Linked DNA regions of Arabidopsis thaliana: region 2 is linked to region 1. The links are chromatin contacts, called in public targeted proximity ligation maps. All regions are on one chromosome and are shown on one strand. The core of a region is the stretch at or near the end of the contact, and the rest is flanking DNA. Distances in the headings are between cores, read along the strand shown.

Region 1 (6,280 bases), core at 2,284-4,783:
ATAGGTGACCTTCCGAGAAATGATTATCAGAACCATGTAAATGAGGATAAAACATGATGAAATATCGTATAGTGATTTGTAGGATCGTTAACAAGTCTTTAAAACCTCTTAGATTTGGCGGACCGATCGTCGGACAGGGATGAGTCCATAGACCTGAGAAAGAACGTGGAGCACACTAGTAAGGACGGACTAAACGTTACAATAGTAGTGAGATCGTTTACAAATTAATAGTTAAGATTAAATGGTACAAAAATCTATTTTTGGTCATGTAAGTGTGTTAGTTGTTACGATTATGAATAGTATGGTAGCTAAAAGTAGAAATTGTGATTTTAGTAAAATAGGTAGTGACTAGTGAGTAGGGACAATTAAACAAATAACATGTTTTACAAGAATAGTACTTGTAGAACAAATGAACATAAAGAGAAAGTTCAAATGAACATAAAAAGGTATCGACAAAAAAGGAAAAAAAGGGGAGGATGTGTTTAAGATGCATGGTTATAATGGTTATAATGCATGCTTCGACAATCTTGGTAAAGAAGAAGTGATTGTGAGAAGAATGATGCAACACAATATCCTTACCTCCCTTCCATTTTATGCTTTGTTAGATTGTATTAAAAGTTACAACTATGAAGACATCACCAACAAACATATGAGATTGAATTCGGTGTGGTTTCTAAGACATATCTACTTCCTCACAAGTCACCAGCAAAGACGAAGAGGAACATATGATTGACAAATTATATTCCATTAACATTATTATGATAAATCGAGTAATAAGATGACAAAAAAAAGTTTAGCAAATGTAATTCACTATTGATAGATTATAATGTTATTATTATTGGGTTTTACTGTTCATTATATTTTGTAATACAAAATTATTACACACAAAAATAAATTTTACAAAAGTAAAACAAAAAATAATACACAGTTCACACAGTAACGAATAAGAACGACTCCAATGAAAAGACGAAAACCCCGGATGTGATAATTTTTCATATTTCTTCTTCAAACAGCTAAGAAGCCCGACCCGTATCCGAATCCGTTTCGGTTCTGTATTGTTGTTGTTCTTCTACACCAGGAACAACCATACCAGTGTGATGCTGATACATTTGAACCGGACCGGGTGTTTTCATTCCATAATAACCCGTCCGGTTCATTCCATCAACTGCCATCATAACCGGCCTAACCGTTCCACCATATACTTGACCCGGACCAGCCATCTGATGAGTCTGAGGTTGGTGGTATCCCATTGGTACATGATGGTATTGTTGAAGATACTGACCCGGCATTTGAACCGGTTGTACCATATGATTACCCGGTTGAACCATATGATTTCCTTGCTGGACCATATGATTACCCGGAACCGAACCAGGAACGTAATAAACCGGTGATTGGTGAATGGTATGACCCTGGTAATGAACCTGTTGGCCTGGGCCAGGGGCATATTGCCATTGCGAGTTAACCGGGAGATTACTCTGTTGCATTACTTGTTCCGGTTGAGGATTGGATTTCGGAGTCGAAACCGGTTCTGGACTTTCCGGTTTAATAAAAACTGGTGGTGGAAGTTCCGGTGTAGATATTCGCATCACAGGAGCCGAAGACGTCGAACCATACGGCGAAGGAACATCGCGACGAGGCGAACCAGGATCCGAAAGCGTCGAGACTTCTCGTTGGATCTTAGCTCTCGGATCACGATCACGAAGCTCATGCGGCGGAGCAGTTTCATCGAAATTATCCAATCCAAAGAGATAATCAGGAACTTCAGAAACAATCGACGAGACTTCAGATCTAACTCGCTCAAAGACTCTACCGGACCCACCGTTAGATACCGCGGTTGCGGCGGCGGAAGAACCGAGGTTAAGAGCGTCGAGGAACCATTGCTCCCGATTAACAGAGCTATCGAGGAGAGAGCTGATACTGCTAGCTCGACTATCGTTATCTTCTTCTCCGGCGACGTTTTTGGTGAAGAGAAAAAGACGAAGACGAGAGGCGCGTGGGTTTTGATTCTGTGCGACGCGGTCGTATTCGTCCATCATGTTCTCTACATCTTCGTCCGTTGATACGGAAATCAACGCGTCAAGATCTTCGTTTGGTAGCTGGTACTTCACGCTTATGTTGCTTTTACCTTATCCAAATATTCCAACGCAACAATCATCATTATTATTCCCCAATCAAAATATTTTCTTTTTATAAATTGAATGAATACTTTCCCGCAAAATTCCAAAATCTCATGGCCAACAAAATATCTGCCCAATTTCCAACAATAAGTTTGAAAAATATTTTAATAAACAGCAAAAATGTTTTTTTAGACCAATAATTCATAGTTGACAAAGAAAACAAAAAAATATCATATGATTTAGATTCAATTTTGTATTTGGGTAATATGACAGTGATCGCCATAACTTCTTCTAAACCCAATTTTTATTTCTAACGAACTCACTCTGTTTCATAAAATAAGTTGTATTAGATTCGTTTCATAATATAAGTTGTATTGAACCATTTTTTTGTTTTATAATATAAATTGTTTTCAAATTTTTATGTAAATTATATATTATTTTAAATACTTTATAATTATTTATATTATAAAATCTTTTTTTATGATTGGTTGGAACTTTAAAAAAGTAAATATTACTAATTTGTGTATTTTTAACTAAAACAATTTATATTGCGAAATGGAGATAATATTAATTAATCATTGGATCAAATGTTCCGAGTCGATAATTTTCATGATCGTGCAAAATTAAATGATTGAAGAAAAAATATCATATGCCAGACCTTTTGTGGCCACAGACCAATAAAAATCTGCCCAATTTCCATAAAAATCAGTTAAGCTGCAAAAAAATCTTAAAAATTAACCAAATAATTCGCTCATCATATCTAAAAATTTCCTTGTGGCGATTTTCTTAGACGAGGCCCACAAAGGCCCGATAAGAGATCATATCAAAATCATCCAACTAAAATCCCTAATCGGTTTTCAATGATCATCATGACACGATTCGAAAATCGGAAGGGAATGATTTTAACTTACCGGAGAGTTTAGCAAGTTTACTAAGGAGAGAGGCGAAAGTAGTGTGACGATGAACAGCGACCATGCGATTATCGCCGCCGACGTAACAGAGCTGATTATCCGGCGGACGTGGCAAGATCCTTCCTCCAAAAGTACACATGAACCGTACGCGTGGCTGACTATCGTACTCCGATCTCGGCGATGACGCCAGTGAGTCGTTGTCAAGCTCCGGCGGAGGGATCGACGCCATTATTTTCGCCTCTTTCTCTCTCTCTATCTCTCCTCTTTGTCGCCGAGGATTTTGGTAATTTGGGGATTTTTGTTTTTTTTGATTCGATTTCATTCAACGACCATATAAATTATTAAGGTGAATGTTCGGGAAGAGGATATGTTAGAGATACGTGGCTGTCATGTACCGCATTCTCACAGCATTATTTTTTCTCATGTAATATAATTAGTTTGTTGCACAAAAAATAAAGTAATATAATTAGTTAACCGTTTGAATATTTTAATATAATTTATAAATGTGAGAGTATTACCGAATTGATTATTATCACCACTCATTACTCGTTAGTGTCATAAACGACATTTATTAACCGATTTGCACAAATGATAATTTTGAATAAATGAGATACAGATATATATATATATATATATATATATATATATATATATATAAATACTAATTTCTATCGAATTTTATTTATATGAAAGAAAAAAAGTAATTTTAAAAATATTACCACAAAAATATATCAACAAAATAAAACAATTCCTTGATTTTCTGTAATCTTTCGATCAAAATAAAACAAAATAAAACAATGATCTTTAGATTCTCTATAATCTCATATGTTGCATTGTGTTTCTTTGTCTTTGCCTTAAAACTCTCATGGACTTCAAATCGATGAATTTTAGATTTTTTTTTTATGGTATTGGAGAATACCTTTTGTTGTAATGTTTTAATTTTTGAGTTCTTTAACTCTTATGCTTGTAATTGTTCTTTGTTTCAATGAATAAAAGCAAAGATTGAAAAAAAAAAAGAAAAAAAAATTCCAATAATCAATAAGAGTAGTCAATAAGAGTGTAAGAATGACTGAAACAAACTCTAGAAAACGATAGTTGATTACAATGGGAGATTTGTAAGCACGAGTCTTGCAAACAAAACAATAATAAAAGCGACTTTGATAATCTATGTTTTACTCAGAAATCTAATTACTTATTTACTATTACAAAGTTGTAACAGAATCGTTCGATTGAAGTACTTTAGTTAGTGTAGAAAATATCTTATGAAATTTGGATTTGGTTTGGTTTTTTATCTTGTGAACAAATCTTGGTTTTTTATATATATTTTATGTTATCTAATGCAACAATTAATATCTTTGAACAAAAAATAAAAAAATAATTAATAACGGTCGACAAAAAAATAAAAAAAATATAAATCTAATATAATAATTTTATCATAATAAAACTTTCAAAAAACAAACATTTACCATACGCATTCCTTATGTAATGTAACTATATTTTCATGAGAAACATTTTTTTTTTTTCTTTTCGTCTCAACTTCGTTAAAGTTTTCATCAAAAATTTTGTGTCCAAAAAGACTAATGTATACAACTATTATATTTTCTTACGATCAATCTGTTGGCCAAAATAATAGCGGTCTATGAGAACTACTGGCCGTTATTCCATTTTATATGACAGATGCATCGTAGCCGTCAAATAGCTATCAGCCAGAAGTTAGATGCTCCTAATCATTCACCATATGCATTTGACTTGACTCCACAAAAACCATTGTGATTTAACGATTTTAAGATACATATAATTTAGACAAGAAAAAAAAAAAAGATAACATATAATTAAAAATTGTATCTAATATATATTTTCAATCTTCAACTAGGTTCTTGACGTCGGCACAAAAAAAAGAGTAAAGAAGGAAAACAAAATTCCTGACTTTATTTTATTTAATTAATCTAGCAACAGAATTAAAAATAAAATATAATCAGGAGTTCTTACTTCTTAGCATGTGACATTGAGCTGAGTTGGTTATTACGACAGGCGATCGAATTTTATTAGTACTAATCATTATTTCCACTAAAACTAATTTGAAGTCCATGTTATTGTATTGTTAAACAAAAATAATGTCTCTGTAGTTTGATTGATATTTAATGACGTTTTAGTTCGACTAAACAATAGCGAAAAGAAGAAATTGACCAATGAAAAGAGGATAAGTTTCCAATGGTGTTGCAGTTAGTAAGGTTTTTTGTTTACTTGTTGGGTATGACGAGAAAATCTATATCAAACATTATATTATCTATCTATCTTACTCTTTCAACGTAATCTATCATATATTGTACTATGATATACATAAACGAATAATGACACAACTTATAATTTCAAATTATTACATTTTTCCAAAAGAAAACATAAATAAGACATATCTAAAGTCTTCACTGTTTTTTGCTGTATTCTTGGAGTTGGAACAACATTTCTTGGAACAATATGCTCACACTTGAAGATTATTACTACCACGTTTTTCCAATTTGTTTTCGTTTTGGTTTTCGAAGTTTTATGTTTTGGTTATAAAAAACTATAGTTGAATTCTCTATGTTTCTTGGCTCCGTAGGATTACCCATCCTTTAAGGATACTCATTGTGGTATACGAACCTTTTGAGCTTGGAACAATCACGATTTTCTCATACCGCGAATCAAAAAGCAATACACGAAAATGTAATATGATCGGTTACATGTTTTCCACAATAAATGGTTATGTATTTCCGAAACTTCCCATTGTTAAGTACTACTGAAGTAAATCCGCTTATGAAGGATTATGCAGTGAATCTATTCCTCCTCTACGATTTGACATTATCCCTGGTACCCAGGTTTTTATATGAAAACACGGGACAACACAGACTAGGAACATGGTACACGCTTGGCCTCGTAGCAATGTACTATGGGATTTGGTCGGAAGATACACACCGCTGGTGAAATGGCTCAAAATTGAGAATAGAAAAAGACTCACAGTTGCGATTTTGTCGCGTTTTTTCCTCATTCCGGAATTCTACTTCACTGCCAAGTATGGTGATCAAGGATGGATGATTATGCTCATTTCTATTTTGGGATTGACTAATGGACATCTCAGTGTTTGCATTCTCATCATATAGCTCCTTAATAAAGATTGTGGATATGATTGTTTATTTTCGTTTGCGTTTAGAATTTAATTTGCAAATAGCTTTACTAATACTAAACAATTTTTTTTGTTTTTTTTCTCTAATATAA
Region 2 (6,280 bases), core at 2,045-4,544, 58 kb before region 1:
CTGTGAATCTTGAGTAAAATTGTCTTGTTTATTCAGAAACTTCAGACAACTGTTATGAATAGTAATTTGAACCCGGTATGGAATCAAGAACTCATGCTGTCTGTTCCTGAGAGCTATGGCCCTGTGAAATTGGTAAGAGCAAATTCATTTTCTATTGACGATTTCAGTCATTGCCAAAGCTTATATATATATCTTACGGTTTCTTATGTGGTTGCAGCAAGTGTATGATTATGATACATTTTCTGCTGATGACATAATGGGAGAAGCAGATATTGATATACAACCTTTGATAACATCTGCAATGGCTTTTGGGGATCCAGAAATGTTTGGGGATATGCAGATTGGGAAATGGCTAAAATCGCATGATAACCCATTAATAGATGACAGTATCATTAACATTGTTGATGGGAAAGTGAAACAGGAGGTTCAGATCAAGCTTCAGAATGTAGAGTCTGGAGAATTAGAGCTAGAAATGGAATGGCTGCCACTTGACCAATAAGTGTCATATAGGTCTCATAACCTTTATAAATGTACTGATTGATTTAATTCTTTGTTTTTTTTTTTTCTCTCCATTTGTTGGAAATTTTCAAAAATCTCTTTGCATTTTTTTCCTCATTTCAGAGGTAAATGTATTTTGATGTTTGTATAAACCAATGGATTACTATATGATGTTTTGATTGATGGAAAAAGGGTGAAATATCCACTTATGTAACATACACTTTCACTTGTGATCATCAATTTACTTGAGAGTCGTTTCTTCAAAGTTTCAAACTTTCCACAACAGAAACTCTACTTAAGATGATCAAGGCATTGTCAAATGAAATGCTTTGGAAGGAAGAAACTGCCTCTCCTTCGTTAAACCAAGCTCAGTATCTTGCAGTTTCCTCTCATCAGACATATCAATGCTTGGACAAAGGTACGAACCATTTTCTACATTTGTGGGACATTACAGGCATTTCTTAGCAACAACGAATGTTCATCATACTCAGAACCTAAAAGATTAACATGTTCAAGCCATCCTTAGAACCCAACAGCTCAACACTTTCGCTACATCTATTACTAGAGGCCAACAATTGGACTATTTACAAGTTTCGCAGAACTGCACTAAACAGAGTCGAGTCACTTTGCAGGCGTATTAAACAAAAGAAGCACAGATAATAAAAACGAAGCGATGATAAAGAAGAAGTTCGACTTGTCATTAGAAAGAAAGAGATAACAGGAACGGAAACATAGTAGAACACTTATTCATCAGGGATTATACAAGGCCCCAAAACACAAACCACCAAAGTTTTACATGAAACGAAACATTGAACTTCTTAAGCATAACAGAGACGAGATTTAGAAACCACCACGAAGACGCAGGACCAAGTGAAGAGTAGACTCCTTCTGGATGTTGTAGTCGGCCAAAGTACGTCCATCCTCAAGCTGCTTTCCAGCGAAGATGAGACGCTGCTGGTCCGGAGGAATACCTTCCTTGTCCTGGATCTTGGCCTTGACGTTGTCAATGGTGTCGGAGCTTTCCACTTCAAGGGTGATGGTCTTTCCGGTCAAAGTCTTGACGAAGATCTGCATACCTCCACGCAGACGCAACACCAAGTGAAGGGTCGACTCCTTCTGGATGTTGTAATCCGCCAAAGTACGACCATCCTCCAATTGTTTTCCGGCAAAGATCAACCTCTGCTGGTCCGGAGGGATTCCTTCCTTATCCTGGATCTTGGCCTTCACGTTGTCAATGGTGTCAGAGCTCTCTACCTCCAAAGTGATAGTCTTTCCGGTGAGAGTCTTCACGAAGATCTGCATACCTCCACGCAGACGCAAGACCAAGTGAAGTGTGGACTCCTTCTGAATGTTGTAGTCAGCCAAAGTTCTTCCATCTTCAAGTTGCTTTCCGGCGAAGATCAATCTCTGCTGGTCCGGTGGGATACCCTCTTTGTCCTGGATCTTGGCTTTCACGTTATCAATGGTGTCAGAACTCTCCACCTCCAAAGTGATGGTCTTTCCGGTGAGAGTCTTCACGAAGATCTGCATACCTCCACGCAGACGCAAGACCAAGTGGAGTGTGGACTCCTTCTGAATGTTGTAGTCGGCCAAAGTTCTGCCATCTTCAAGTTGTTTTCCGGCGAAGATCAATCTCTGCTGGTCCGGAGGAATACCCTCTTTGTCTTGGATCTTGGCTTTCACGTTATCAATGGTGTCAGAACTCTCCACCTCCAAAGTGATAGTTTTCCCAGTCAACGTCTTAACGAAAATCTGCATACCACCACGGAGCCTGAGAACAAGATGAAGGGTGGACTCCTTCTGGATATTGTAGTCAGCAAGAGTTCTGCCATCCTCCAACTGCTTTCCGGCGAAGATCAGCCTCTGCTGGTCCGGAGGAATACCCTCTTTGTCTTGGATCTTGGCCTTGACGTTGTCGATGGTGTCAGAACTCTCCACCTCAAGAGTAATCGTCTTTCCCGTTAGGGTTTTAACGAAAATCTGCATACCACCACGGAGCCTGAGGACCAAGTGGAGGGTGGATTCCTTCTGGATATTGTAATCAGCCAACGTACGGCCATCCTCTAGCTGCTTGCCGGCGAAAATAAGCCTCTGCTGATCCGGAGGAATGCCCTCCTTATCCTGGATCTTGGCCTTAACGTTGTCGATGGTGTCGGAGCTTTCCACCTCGAGGGTGATTGTCTTTCCGGTGAGAGTCTTAACAAAGATCTGCATCTGTTAATCAGAAAAACTCAGATTAATCGACAAATTCGATCGCACAAACTAGAAACTAACACCAGATCTAGATAGAAATCACAAATCGAAGAGTAATTATTCGACAAAACTCAAATTATTTGAACAAATCGGATGATATCTATGAAACCCTAATCGAGAATTAAGATGATATCTAACGATCAAACCCAGAAAATCGTCTTCGATCTAAGATTAACAGAATCTAAACCAAAGAACATATACGAAATTGGGATCGAACGAAAACAAAATCGAAGATTTTGAGAGAATAAGGAACACAGAAATTTACCTTGATCACGGTAGAGAGAATTGAGAGAAAGTTTTTAAGATTTTGAGAAATTGAAATCTGAATTGTGAAGAAGAAGAGCTCTTTGGGTATTGTTTTATAGAAGAAGAAGAAGAAAAGACGAGGACGACTAGGTCACGAGAAAGCTAAGGCGGTGAAGCAATAGCTAATAATAAAATGACACGTGTATTGAGCGTTGTTTACACGCAAAGTTGTTTTTGGCTAATTGCCTTATTTTTAGGTTGAGGAAAAGTATTTGTGCTTTGAGTTGATAAACACGACTCGTGTGTGCCGGCTGCAACCACTTTGACGCCGTTTATTACTGACTCGTCGACAACCACAATTTCTAACGGTCGTCATAAGATCCAGCCGTTGAGATTTAACGATCGTTACGATTTATATTTTTTTAGCATTATCGTTTTATTTTTTAAATATACGGTGGAGCTGAAAATTGGCAATAATTGAACCGTGGGTCCCACTGCATTGAAGCGTATTTCGTATTTTCTAGAATTCTTCGTGCTTTATTTCTTTTCCTTTTTGTTTTTTTTTGCCATTTATCTAATGCAAGTGGGCTTATAAAATCAGTGAATTTCTTGGAAAAGTAACTTCTTTATCGTATAACATATTGTGAAATTATCCATTTCTTTTAATTTTTTAGTGTTATTGGATATTTTTGTATGATTATTGATTTGCATAGGATAATGACTTTTGTATCAAGTTGGTGAACAAGTCTCGTTAAAAAAGGCAAGTGGTTTGGTGACTCGATTTATTCTTGTTATTTAATTCATATATCAATGGATCTTATTTGGGGCCTGGTCCATATTTAACACTCGTGTTCAGTCCAATGACCAATAATATTTTTTCATTAATAACAATGTAACAAGAATGATACACAAAACATTCTTTGAATAAGTTCGCTATGAAGAAGGGAACTTATCCGGTCCTAGATCATCAGTTCATACAAACCTCCATAGAGTTCAACATCTTAAACAAGAATATCCTGATCTGAAGAATGTGGAGGCTTTAGTCCCTTGGATACTTGGGAGGCTGTGGAAGAACAGAAACGAGCTGGTGCTTAAAGGGAGGGAATTTGGAACCAATGAGGTATTAGTAAGGACACAAGAAGATGCAGATGAGTGGATTAGAAGGAAAGAGGCTCAGAATGTAAGGAAAGCACCAACCACAACACCGTCGGGACAGACGAGAAACATGGGAAGCTCCACCACAATCTTGGGTTAAGTGCAACTTTGATGGGGCATGGCCAACAGAAGGATTAAAATGTGGCTTAGGGTGGGTGCTTCGCGATCATACAGGGAAGGTGTTATGGTTAGGTGCAAGAGCTGTGGTAAAAGTAAGAAGCGTGCTGGAAGTAGAAGTGGAGGCTCTTAGATGGGCTGTGCTGTCATTATCCCGATTCAATTATAGGAAGATCATTTTTGAGGTGGATTCTCAGCAACTTGTGTCTTTGGTTACATGAAAGTTATGCTTGTCAAGTCTCAATCCAATTATCCAAGACATAAAGTATCTACTTAGCAAGTTTGAGGATTTTATGCTTGTGCATACAAGCCGAGAAGGAAATGGAGTGGCAGATAGAATAGCTAAGGAATCTCTTTCTTTTGAGAATTATGATCTAAAGTTGTATTCTATTGTACCAATTTGGGTTAAAAGCTCTGTTGAGCTAGACTGTGTATCCATAAATGGGTGAATGGAAAGTTTGTTGTTGAGCCAAAAAAAAAAAAAAAAAAATCATCAGTTCATCATATTGGTAGTCTTGTTTGATAAGTTCTGCTTTTTTTACCTTCCAGTTTTGCCATTTGATGTTGCAATGAGATTTCTTTTGCTAATGTTTTAAAATAACAAAGTTGTTGCTGCTAGTGTTTCCAAGTTGTGTTTGCTGAAATTAGGGTTTGTAACTTATAAGAGAAGCTTGATCGCTGCTTTCGACTAAAGGGAATTCAATAACAACAAGTTTACTTGAAGAAAAATATTAAAACCTAGAAGAAAAGAGTTACACCTACAAATAGGATAAAATCCACATAAATTTCTGTTACTAAATGTATCATAGTTTTGTTTCTTCTATGTATCTACATATACTCAAAAATTTCAAAGCATTGTGACTTAAGGGCCAGAAGAAAACTTGAAGAAAGATTAAAACCTATTAGCAAAGAGTTAAAGATCCACATAACTTTCTGTTGCTGAATGTATCATAGTTTTTGGTTTCTTCTGTGTCATATATACAGACTTTCTACAGAACTTTTTGAGCACAAAGCATTGTGACTTTAGAGCCACGAGTAAAAGACGAGGCAAAATGTGTATCACGTCCACTAACCATATAAACTGTTTCGGCTGGAAGAACACGGTTCCACTCGAATGACTGATCTTCGTTCAATACTCTCTCTTTCTTTCTGTCCACAAAGAAATATCCTTCGTGAGGCATTCTTATATGACCCCTCCGACCACTTTCAACCAACTCGGTTCTCAGTATTTTCACTTGATCCGTCGAGTTCACATCCACCTCAATAAATCTCTTCAGACCTTTACACTCACTTGAAGCTGCCACCACATATACTTTAATCTTCTTCTTCGGGTCAGTGATCTCTTTGACTGAGTTTGACGCTGGAGATTGCTCCATTTGAGGCACTTGAACCGTCACAGACGAATCTTGAATCTTACTGGTCTCTTGGATAACACGTCTGGGAACAATCACAATTGTATCCAAGGGTTTAACACTGTTACACTCGTATGACTGATCTTCGTTCAATACTTGATTATTGTGCGTAAAGATGTACCCTTCTTGAGCCAGTTTCATAAGACCTCTCAGTGTTTTCACCTCATCCGTAACTTTCACTTGCACCAGAATATTCGTTGGGACTTCATTCATACCAGGATATGGCGACACATATACTAGCATCTGCCGGACTCTTTTTTTTCCGTTAGTGATCTTTTTGACTAAGTTTGACTGTGGAAATTGCTTCGTTGGAGGCACTTGATCGTTGTTGTTCTTACTCGCAAACTTCACAGACGAATCTTGAATGTTAACGGTCTCTTTGACTGAGTTTGACGGTGGAGATTCCTCTGTTTGATGCGCATCTTGAATCTTACTGATGTCTTGGGTTGTCTCAGGCCGATAACTGTAAATCTTTCTGATCTCTTCCTCTGTCAAAGGCCAATCTTGCTCCGCAAAGTACTCTTCAACTGAAATCCACGGTGCTGGAGGAGATTGCTCTGTTTGCGGGATTTGATCGTCGTTGTTGTGAATAGGGTTCA

Evidence for each region.
Region 2: a targeted proximity ligation map of shoot shows a contact between it and region 1, with 12 read pairs. A contact is called at or near these places in 2 of 26 Hi-C or Micro-C datasets (root and rosette leaf) and 1 of 2 datasets of targeted methods (shoot).

What each region holds. Positions count from the first base shown.
Region 1 is chr4:2,657,409-2,663,688 of TAIR10.1, reverse strand. It overlaps AT4G05150 (Octicosapeptide/Phox/Bem1p family protein), which reads right to left and starts at 3,533. Exons shown (of 2, transcript NM_116754.4): 1 at 3,029-3,533; 2 at 781-2,125. The coding sequence starts at 3,350. The coding sequence ends at 1,014.
Region 2 is chr4:2,714,991-2,721,270 of TAIR10.1, reverse strand. It overlaps UBQ10 (polyubiquitin 10), which reads right to left and starts at 3,294. Exons shown (of 2, transcript NM_178968.5): 1 at 3,017-3,294; 2 at 963-2,712. The coding sequence starts at 2,712. The coding sequence ends at 1,339. AT4G05310 (Ubiquitin-like superfamily protein) reads right to left here. Exons shown (of 1, transcript NM_116770.1): 1 at 5,259-6,280. The coding sequence ends at 5,259. It overlaps AGD13 (ARF-GAP domain 13), which reads left to right. Exons shown (of 9, transcript NM_116772.4): 8 at 37-132; 9 at 218-761. The coding sequence ends at 499.